2 separate regions of the Mus musculus genome follow, and region 1 is linked to region 2. Evidence: chromatin contacts called from public HiChIP or PLAC-seq data. All regions are on one chromosome and are shown on one strand. The core of a region is the stretch at or near the end of the contact, and the rest is flanking DNA. Distances in the headings are between cores, read along the strand shown.

Region 1 (4,381 bases), core at 1,704-4,203, 590 kb after region 2:
CAGCCTCTCTGACTGCCTTTGGTGCTGGAAGAAAAAAAGAGAGGCACATGAGAATAGGGTTGGGAGGATGGGAGTCAGTGGGAGTGGGAGGAGAGAAGGCAGTCAAAGGAAATGATCACAGTGTGTTGTATACAGTTATGATACTGCCAAAAAAAAGATGACAATTTCAAAATCATGATATAAATCTATTCCACCTCTAACAGAAACATAAATCACATATGCATAAAATAACTAGTGAGGGCTTGTGAATAGCATAGTTTACAAACCTGTGTTAGATATTAGAGCTACAACTGGAAAGAAATGTCCTACCATATGCTAATAATTTGTTGTTCGATTTTGGATATTCTGTTTGTATTTTTCTAATATTTAGTATTTTATATTAAAATAATGAGGTATTCACAGTGAGAAAGATAATAGATCTCTCATCCAGCCTTTTATGGTACAATGTAAGAATGACTATATAATATCCAAACCAGGAAGCTGGTATTGGTATAATAGGGGCACATGGTCTTCTGTCGCTGTAGCTTATGCACAGATTAGTACTAAGACCCAATGCTTTATCACAGAACTCTTCTTATAGCTAGCCTATTATAGCTCTATCTGCTTCTCTTTCCTCTATCTCCTTTATCCCCTGACAATCACTAATTTGTCACTTAGAGTATTCCCTGTGGAATAAATCATAGTATGTATCTTTGTATGTATAGCTTGCCTTATATAGTATAACACGAGATATATACAAGTTGTACTTTACTGCTCTGCTGCTCTGTAATATTCCATTTTAGTTTAATCATGTACTCATCAAAGGGCATTTTGGTTATTTCTAGGTTTGAGTTAGCTATTAAAAACAAACCTGGTATAACAATTGTGTCAAGGTTTTTGCATGAAGATAAGTTTTCATTTGTCTTGGATAAATGTCTAGGTATATTTGCATTGGGCTACATAGCAGGTATATATTTGGTGTTGCAAAGGAAATTTAATGAAATTAATCTTCTAAGGTGAGAATTATTTTGTCCTCATTTGTAATGTAATAAATGAAAATCATAGTGACTCCAGCCTGGGATTTGGAAATAAGTGGACATTGTGTTAAATCTGCACTACCATTCTTAATTGTGTGATTAGGCAAATTAGCTTAATCCCACTATACAGTTCTATGCTGTTTTATTTCATATGAATTCCTCTAACTCTTCTTTTTAAATTTAACTTCTATTTCCACAGTTCTATTAAGGTAAAATTGTCAAAGATTCTTCAAACTTAATCCGTATAATCTATTTTCATATTTGAATACATGATGAAATGAAGTCATGGTCTTTTATACAGTAAGACAATATTCCCCATATAATTAGGAATGAAAACATAAATCTTGGTTTAAAAAACACAAGACCTTTATAAATTTTTATAGTTTATAGTTTGCATATTTGACATCTGATTTTATTTCTAAACCTGCCTTGTGAACCATGACATGCATAATCCTCTGCCCTAAATGAATAAATAAATATAACATTTTTCTAAAAATAGTCAATGGTGTAATAAATTGTTCTTGAAACACTAAGTGTAAAGACCAAATGAGTGGATATTATAGCTGTGGTGGTTTGAATGAGATGTTCCCCATAGTCTAAGGCATTTAAATACTTGATCACCAGTTAATAGTGCTGTCTGGGAAGGTCTAGGAGGCATAGCCTTGCTAGAGGAAGTACATTGCTGGAGGTAAGCCTTAAGATTAAAAGACCTCCTGCCAGTGATAATTTACTCTCTTTGCTTTGCGCTTACATCAGCATTCTGTTACAGATGTCATGCCTTTCACTTGCTGCCATGCCTCCCTGCATGGCAGACTCTTACTGCCTTGAAACCATAAGCCCAAATAAACCATTCTGTAAGATGCTTTGGTCAAGGTGTTTTATTGTAACAACAGTAAAGCAACTAATACAGAAATTGTGATTGATTACTCATAAAGGAATGTGAATATTAATTCACATATGAATATATAAATTAATTTTAACTTTATTTGGAACTCAAATTTTCTTGCTTTAGCCTCCTCAGTGCTGGGGTCTCAACCATCCATCAGTGTGTCTGGCCATATACATTCCTTTAATGTATGATTTATATTTTTATGATAGTATGTTATGTGAATAAATGAGAATGTGGCATTTGGAATGATATAAAGTAAATGTCAAAAGTGTATTTTGGGAGGATGAGAATTTTATTATTGTACTTTTCTGTATTAAATGTATTTGCATGCACATAAGACATCAAATTATAATACATATCTTGCTTTTATTTCATTTTATTATTTTTAATTATGTATGCATGTATGTACATATGTATGTATGTATGTATGTGTGTGTGTGTGTGTGTGTGTGTGTGTGTGTGTGTATGTATATATTCCTATCTCCACAAGACTGTAGGTGCCATTAAAGGCCAGAGGTGTTTAATCCTTCTGGAGCTAGAACTACAGGTAGTTGTGAGCTTCCTAACATAGGTATTGAGAATTGGACTCAGGGCCTCTGGAAGAGCTTTATATCTCTCCAAACCATAGATCTTGCTTTTGAACAAAAATATTATTACATTTTTTAGTAATTTCCTGTATCATTATGTATTTGCTAACATTGTTTTTGTTGACGATATAAAATTTACATAACCATTCTAAAATGTCTTTCTTCCACATGAGTTCTAGCAGGTAGTTTCACTGTCTTTTAACTTAAAAGGTTTGGAATAATTTCTTCACATTTTTTTCTTGCACTACAATGAACTCTGTGCATTTTAGATAGGGGAAGTCTCACCACGGTAATTATAGATAAGTAGCTATCTAGTTCTCTGGCAAGTCCCGTTTAATAGTCTTATATCTTTTGACACACATTGACAGAGTGCATTATTTACTTTGAACCATTCCATCAATACTGCTAAGAGCTTACTTCATGAGTCCTGGCAAGTGTTGGGATCCAAAGCTGACTTAGGCAGTCCCTGCTCACAGAAGTCACACTGCAGTGCTCAGTCTATGCTGCTCTTTCATTCATGTAATCATCTGTTCACTCACCCAATTCCTTGAGTCTGTTTATTTCTAAAAGTTACATTGGTACCTGTGTACTAAAAGAGAAGCAATTATCCATATTACACATGTTCAGGTGACACAATTACTCTTTAAAAGATAATAGAGTTCATTTAGCCCCACATTCAGAGCTAATTTCTTCAACAAAACCAAAAGTGCTAATCTCAGCTGTCCTTGTCAGCCCTAAAGTAAGCTAATAGCAGTGTCTCTGGTATGACCTGAATGATGGCATGGGCTAAGATGGCATGTAGCCAGGATGAATCAGATTGTCTGTGTGTCAGAGGCTTTTGAAATGAGTAATGGTGGGTAAATACACATTCATATGAGCAGCTAATCTCAGTCTTCACCATCTATTTACTTTGGTGCTGAGCTATGGAATTCCACCTGAACCACAAGAAATAATGTCATAAAGGAGTCAAGATTTTCCTATGCAATATTTAAGTGTTATGTCTATAACATGGTCCCAATAGGTCTCTTGGCCAGTGGACTATTGTCTTAAAAGAATATTATATATTTGAACTGCAATTTACTTTATATGCCCAGCAATGTGCTTACATAAGACAAAACAAGTGAAACATTCATATTCTCAGAACCTCATATTCCAGTGCCCCTTAGTAGTCTTTGTGTAACAGAAGCTCCCAGTGTGTGCGCGCATATATATATGTATGTAAGTATGAACTCTGTCTTAGACTCTGTCTGTTTTGCTGTTTCTTTTTTGTCTTTTGTCTTTTTTTAAAGCTCCAAATTGACTTTTATGCAGAGGAATGGTTTAAAGTCACTATTTTATACAATGCTGTCCAGAGAGGCCAGGGAGCAAGCGAGGATGGTATAAAATCTTAGCACTGCTCTCTAGAAAGACCCTGAGCTGACACCAGGTGGTGCTATGCACAAAACTCTAGGCATTCCTCCAGTAGCTCCTGATCTGGTGCCTGACTGCTGTTCCTCAGAATAGCAAAAGATCTCAGCAGAGAGAAAAGTCCATTTACCTTGGAGTAAAGGCTGTATGGACAAATGGATGCTCCCACTTACAAAGGTTCATAATGGCTTTGGGCTGCTTAATGACTTCAAGTTTTAAGTTGATTTTATGAAAGAAAAATATTGAAGGATGATTCTGACTTCTGAGGATTTCCTTTGCATTTGTTTTTCCATTTCTCTTATAAATATACTTAATTTAGTTAGAATCCACATACTTGTATATTCAAAAATACATTATGTTTAACAGTGGTTATATACAAAATATTGATCTAAGAGTATGTTTCTGTGGTTACTAGGATTTGTGATTAATTCTATACATTAATGATGGAGCAAGAATAGGCTGAAAGCCATTACATTTTACTG
Region 2 (4,593 bases), core at 1,983-4,482:
TGCATTTCAAACCTAGCAAACTGCAAAATTTCATCTACATTTATTTCAAAGATAGGCTTAAGCTCCAAGAATATCATGAAGTTTGAAGTTGACTTTTTATCAGAAGAGAAAAATAACGCTAATGAGTGAATACCAAGTACAACACAGTAATTCTACAGAGGTAAATATCTAATTACCTCCATTTCCCAAAGTGGGATAAATCACACATTAAGTCATATAATAATTTAAGGACTTGTAAGAGACAAGAAGATGTACTTGATATTCTTCAACTAATTACTTTTAATTAACATGTCTATATTATAAAAACATATGAGAGCATTTTAAAATTAAAAATGTAAAATTATTCAATGCAAGGAGAGTATGGATCTGTACAGCTCGAGGCAACACACCATTGGGAAGATGAGAGATCTTACTTCCATTTCCCTATTAAAGACTAAGTCTAGACATTCATAATTATACCAATTAATTGGCCATTTTGGCTAAATTATGTAAATTGTCTACATACACTTCTCAAAGTACATAACTGCCAATGCTATTTTCACTTTGGTCAAGACTATGCTACATAGCAAAATGAAGTGGATAATTAGGACAATTACTCTGATATTTTAGATCAAACATTAATTAAGGTAAAAGCAGATACATTTTTAAATTTGAATTGAAATCTAAATATTCTACTTGTATTCTATAAGCATGCCAAAAAGTAGCTTTTTAAATTGTCTTTGAAATCTGATTATATGGCAACTTTTAGTCAGAATTTCTAAATTTATGAAAACTCCTAAGATGCCTACACTATAGGGTAGTATTTTAAAGTTATGTATATCATAGACAACCTTGACACAATTTATGAATGTTCTGAACATAAGTAAAGTCCCTGGAATGCTAATGCTTGTGAACCCCAATGAGTAGAATATAAAGAGAATTTTCTATAATAGCATTAAGGGTATACAGAAAAATACTCTCTGGGCAGAACTTAAGGGCAGCTCCAGTTGTAAATAATCTGATTCTTGTATCTAGCCAGATAGAGTAAATAGCAATGACATCCATCTATTCATCTATCTATTTATCCATCCATCTTCTATCAACCTAGAGAAAACCTAAACAATAGCAATGAAATTTTAACAACTAATAACCTTAAGCATAGGAAATAGGTTCTTTGAAATGAAATGTTTCATAGGACCATTATTTTCAGCTTTTTTGTTGGTTTGAAATTATCAAAATAAAAAAGTTACCCCAAAAGTGCATTTTTAAGCACCACATAAAATAAGTAATAAACATTCAATACCCATCAAACCTCCATGAATATGATATGCCTGAGACTGAAAATTCTGTAGTCCCTCATTTCTTAAAACCATACTGTGAAATCTATACTAAAAGATTCTTTCCAATAGGCCTTAAGTGAGCACTTTAAAATATCCCCAAGGTTTCCCATGCAGGGTATAGTTAAAGAGCATTCCACTTGAGATCCTTGCTTGAAAGGCCCTATAGAATTGCAGAGTATCATTATTAAGCAAATGTTCCTGGGCCCTTGGGTGGTTCACTTAAAACACATTTCACTGTATTGAATATTCAATGCCAAAAGCACAGTGTTCAGTGTTAAGATTTGCAATTTAAACCCAGTTGGGAGAAGTAAAAGGTCTTGTAATTTGCCTATACTGTATTGCACTGATGTAGTAGCTTTCGTTGATAATTAAGTTCCAAAAATATGAGTTAGATTGCGGGAACAATGGGGGAAAGCTAACCTTCCTATTACAGCTTTAGCTCTTGACTTCTTGTATTTAAGATTACAGATGCTCCATTAAATCAATTTTGTGTTTAATCTCCTCTTGAAAAACAGTGAATGCAAGTCCCCAACTTTCTTCCCTTTCAGAGAACCCAAGTATTTGACAATGAAAACTACAAGGCTCAAACTAGATAATTAACACCACCCACTGGGGATAAGAAAAGTTTAGCAAGTCTTTTTTGGGTAGTTTTCCTTAACTAAATCTCACTGGGTTGGGATGTCAAAATATATTTCAAGTTGGATTTTCAAATGCATTTTTAAAGGAATAAGATTTGAGAGGATAGAGGTGTACTTAATATGATAAAATTAATTACATTCACTTTACATACATAGATTATTTCTCAAAAAAAGAGAACATTTCAAATCTAAAATTGTGGATTTTTAAAGGTTTGTTTAAATCACTACTGTTTACTAGCTTTGCTGCTTTAAAATCTTTTAGATCCTCAATATAATACAACATAATGCAATAAAAATGTGCAAGGCATAGGATTGAGAGGAGAAAAAGAGTAGAGAGAGAGGAAAAAAAAAAAGCCAGAGATTGTCAGTAAATAAAAAGGGAAATCAGGGCCTTATGGGTCATGCCTGCAATCCCAACCATTTTGGAGGCTGAGGCAGGAGGGTTGTGGCAAGTTTAAGGCCAGGCTGGACTAAGGAGACCAAAGGAAAATAAAAGTTACTTTTCTCTGAATCTATGTGTAGGTGCTGAGACTCAAAACTCTGATTCTGATCTTTAAGTGGGTAGTGGCACTCTGGGCTGAGGCCTCGGTCTTTACTGAAGGAGAATGAAGATTATCTCCAGGCTTTGGTCAGACTCAGAGTTTCCACAAGGGAAATGCAGTCGGTGTGCCTGAAGTTCACCTACAGGAGTGTTAACCTCCTGTGGCTTGGGGTCCTGTCCTCTACGGTGAAGGGTAGTGGAGAATGAACAGCAGTACTGTTCTTATCAGTGCGGTGCCTGGATCAGCAGCATTGGGCGTGAGCACTTGGTGGAAATATACAATACACAGGTATAGCCACAAAACTTAAACTGACCCTCAGGATTTGGCCCAGAAACCTGCCAGGTAATTGGAATAGCTCGGCGGGTGATGCTGATACAGAATTCCGGACATAAGAATCAGCACCTCACTTTTCAAAAGAAGCCAAGATCCGTGAGGGAGCTTTGGCCACAGTGGGCTTAGCTATTGCCCAGGCAGGGAAAGTCCGCTACAATCTGACCCGGCGGCGACCCCGCGCTCGCACCCGCCTCCAGGACATCGCTCAGAGCAGGTGTCAGGTGGGCGGCCCGGGGAGCGACGGGCCCCTCCCGCGGCCGCGCGTGCCAGCCTCAGCCCCCTCCCGCCCCTCCAGCCCCTTTGTCCGCCCCGAGGGCGGCCCCTTCCCGCCCGCAGGGTGTGCAAGCTCTCCGGGGGAGGGCGCGGAGGAGGGTCGGGGAGGAGCTGGGAGGATCAGGGCGGGCAGCTAAGCTTAGGGGTGGGAGCCGCAGCGCACCCGCAGAGGAGCCGCTCGGTGACCCGCGCTGCAACCCGTGCGCAGCCGCCGTCCCGGGGCGCGCTGGTGACTCCCCTTTGGCGAGAGCAGACACGGCCCTCAGCCCCGGAGCCTGAGGCTACCGTGTCTGTACAGCAAGGCGGGGGAGCTCGGCTAAGCGGATGGGAGGGCCGAGGGAGGGCCGGGGCGGGGCCCGGCCCGCAACAAGCAACCCGGGGCGTGCTCCTTCTTCTTCAGAGAAGTCGGACCTTGGTCCGGGACGCGTGCGCTCCCAGGCTGGAGAAAAGGAATTGGGGAAGGCGGGTCGGCAGGAAAGAGAGCACTACTGAGGACCTGAATATTCGGGGAGCAGCCCTAAAGCCGAGAATCCCGACGCCTTCTCTCTGCCCCTCAGTCTGGAGCTGTCATACTTTCCTATGACTGCTTCACCGTCAGCAGTGACTTTCTCAAGCGACTGGTGGGAAAAGTGGCCCTCCATTCACTTTCACTCCACCCCTAAAACCAGCAATACTGCTGAAGCTGACTGCCCTTCTGAGATGCTGGGAGAGGCTGGGCGGTTGCCTCCAACAGTGGAGGAGACCCCTGGAGCCTGTCCATTCCCCATCTCTCCTTCTTAGAATCTTCCAGTATCTTAGGCATAACACAGAAACGGCCAGCCAGGTGAATCGGTATATCAAAAACGGCCGAGTTTTCATGAAAGCAGGGGCCAATTTGAAGCACTAGAACAATTAAATGCAGAAACCGCAGCTCTGGGTGATTCTCTGCGTGCGGGCATCCTCAGTGGGCCCTGCCCTGAGAGGGGCGAGAACGAAGTTCAAGTCCCTCTGAAGCTGAGCTCTGAACTGGGGCGTAACAGGCACCTTCAAAGTCAGCACTGGGTTGTAATTTCTCTTCAGACTTCACACCCTACAATTTCTCCCACCCATTATTAACCATTTTGGGGTTTCTCTTCCTAAATCTTGCCTGAGGAAGCTAAGGGGAAGGAAATTCTGCTCATCGTCGCTTAAGAAAAAGTGTATGTTTGACTCGTTTGGCAATTTACCCAATAAAATTATTTATGAATATCAAAAGTATATAGTGAAGTTTTAAACACTATGTGCTAATAAACAATTTGTTATATTTTATAATGTTGATTAAAACACGAAATGAATTAACATGATCGATAGCCCAATGTCAGTCAGTAAAATAACACTAGTGCGGTTTTTAACTTAAAAACTTGCAAATTTTAGTTAGTTGTGGGCTCTTGGCTTGCTTTTCCCCCTTGTTCTTAAGGATCCACCTGGTGAGTTCTAGCAATCACTTCACTTTCTTCTTAACCAAACCAA

Evidence for each region. HiChIP or PLAC-seq counts read pairs in DNA pulled down with a chosen protein or histone mark.
Region 1: a FOXA1 HiChIP or PLAC-seq map of pancreatic cancer cells shows a contact between it and region 2. The contact joins two enhancer-like sites. A contact is called at or near these places in 1 of 115 datasets of contacts at active chromatin or transcription factors (pancreatic cancer cells) and 1 of 9 other capture datasets (liver).

The regions. Positions count from the first base shown.
Region 1 is chr12:119,423,083-119,427,463 of GRCm38.p6, forward strand. It overlaps a transcript of Macc1 not described here. Among named protein-coding and RNA genes, the nearest start is that of Macc1, 18 kb to the right of the region's middle. Within about 2 kb of position 2,954, at least 30 of the 459 cell types and tissues checked have an H3K27ac peak or open chromatin away from gene starts, as enhancers often do. A contact at or near this core is called in pancreatic cancer cells, where this site is marked.
Region 2 is chr12:118,833,544-118,838,136 of GRCm38.p6, forward strand. No RefSeq gene overlaps it. Among named protein-coding and RNA genes, the nearest start is that of Sp8, 11 kb to the right of the region's middle. Within about 2 kb of position 3,233, at least 92 of the 459 cell types and tissues checked have an H3K27ac peak or open chromatin away from gene starts, as enhancers often do. A contact at or near this core is called in pancreatic cancer cells, where this site is marked.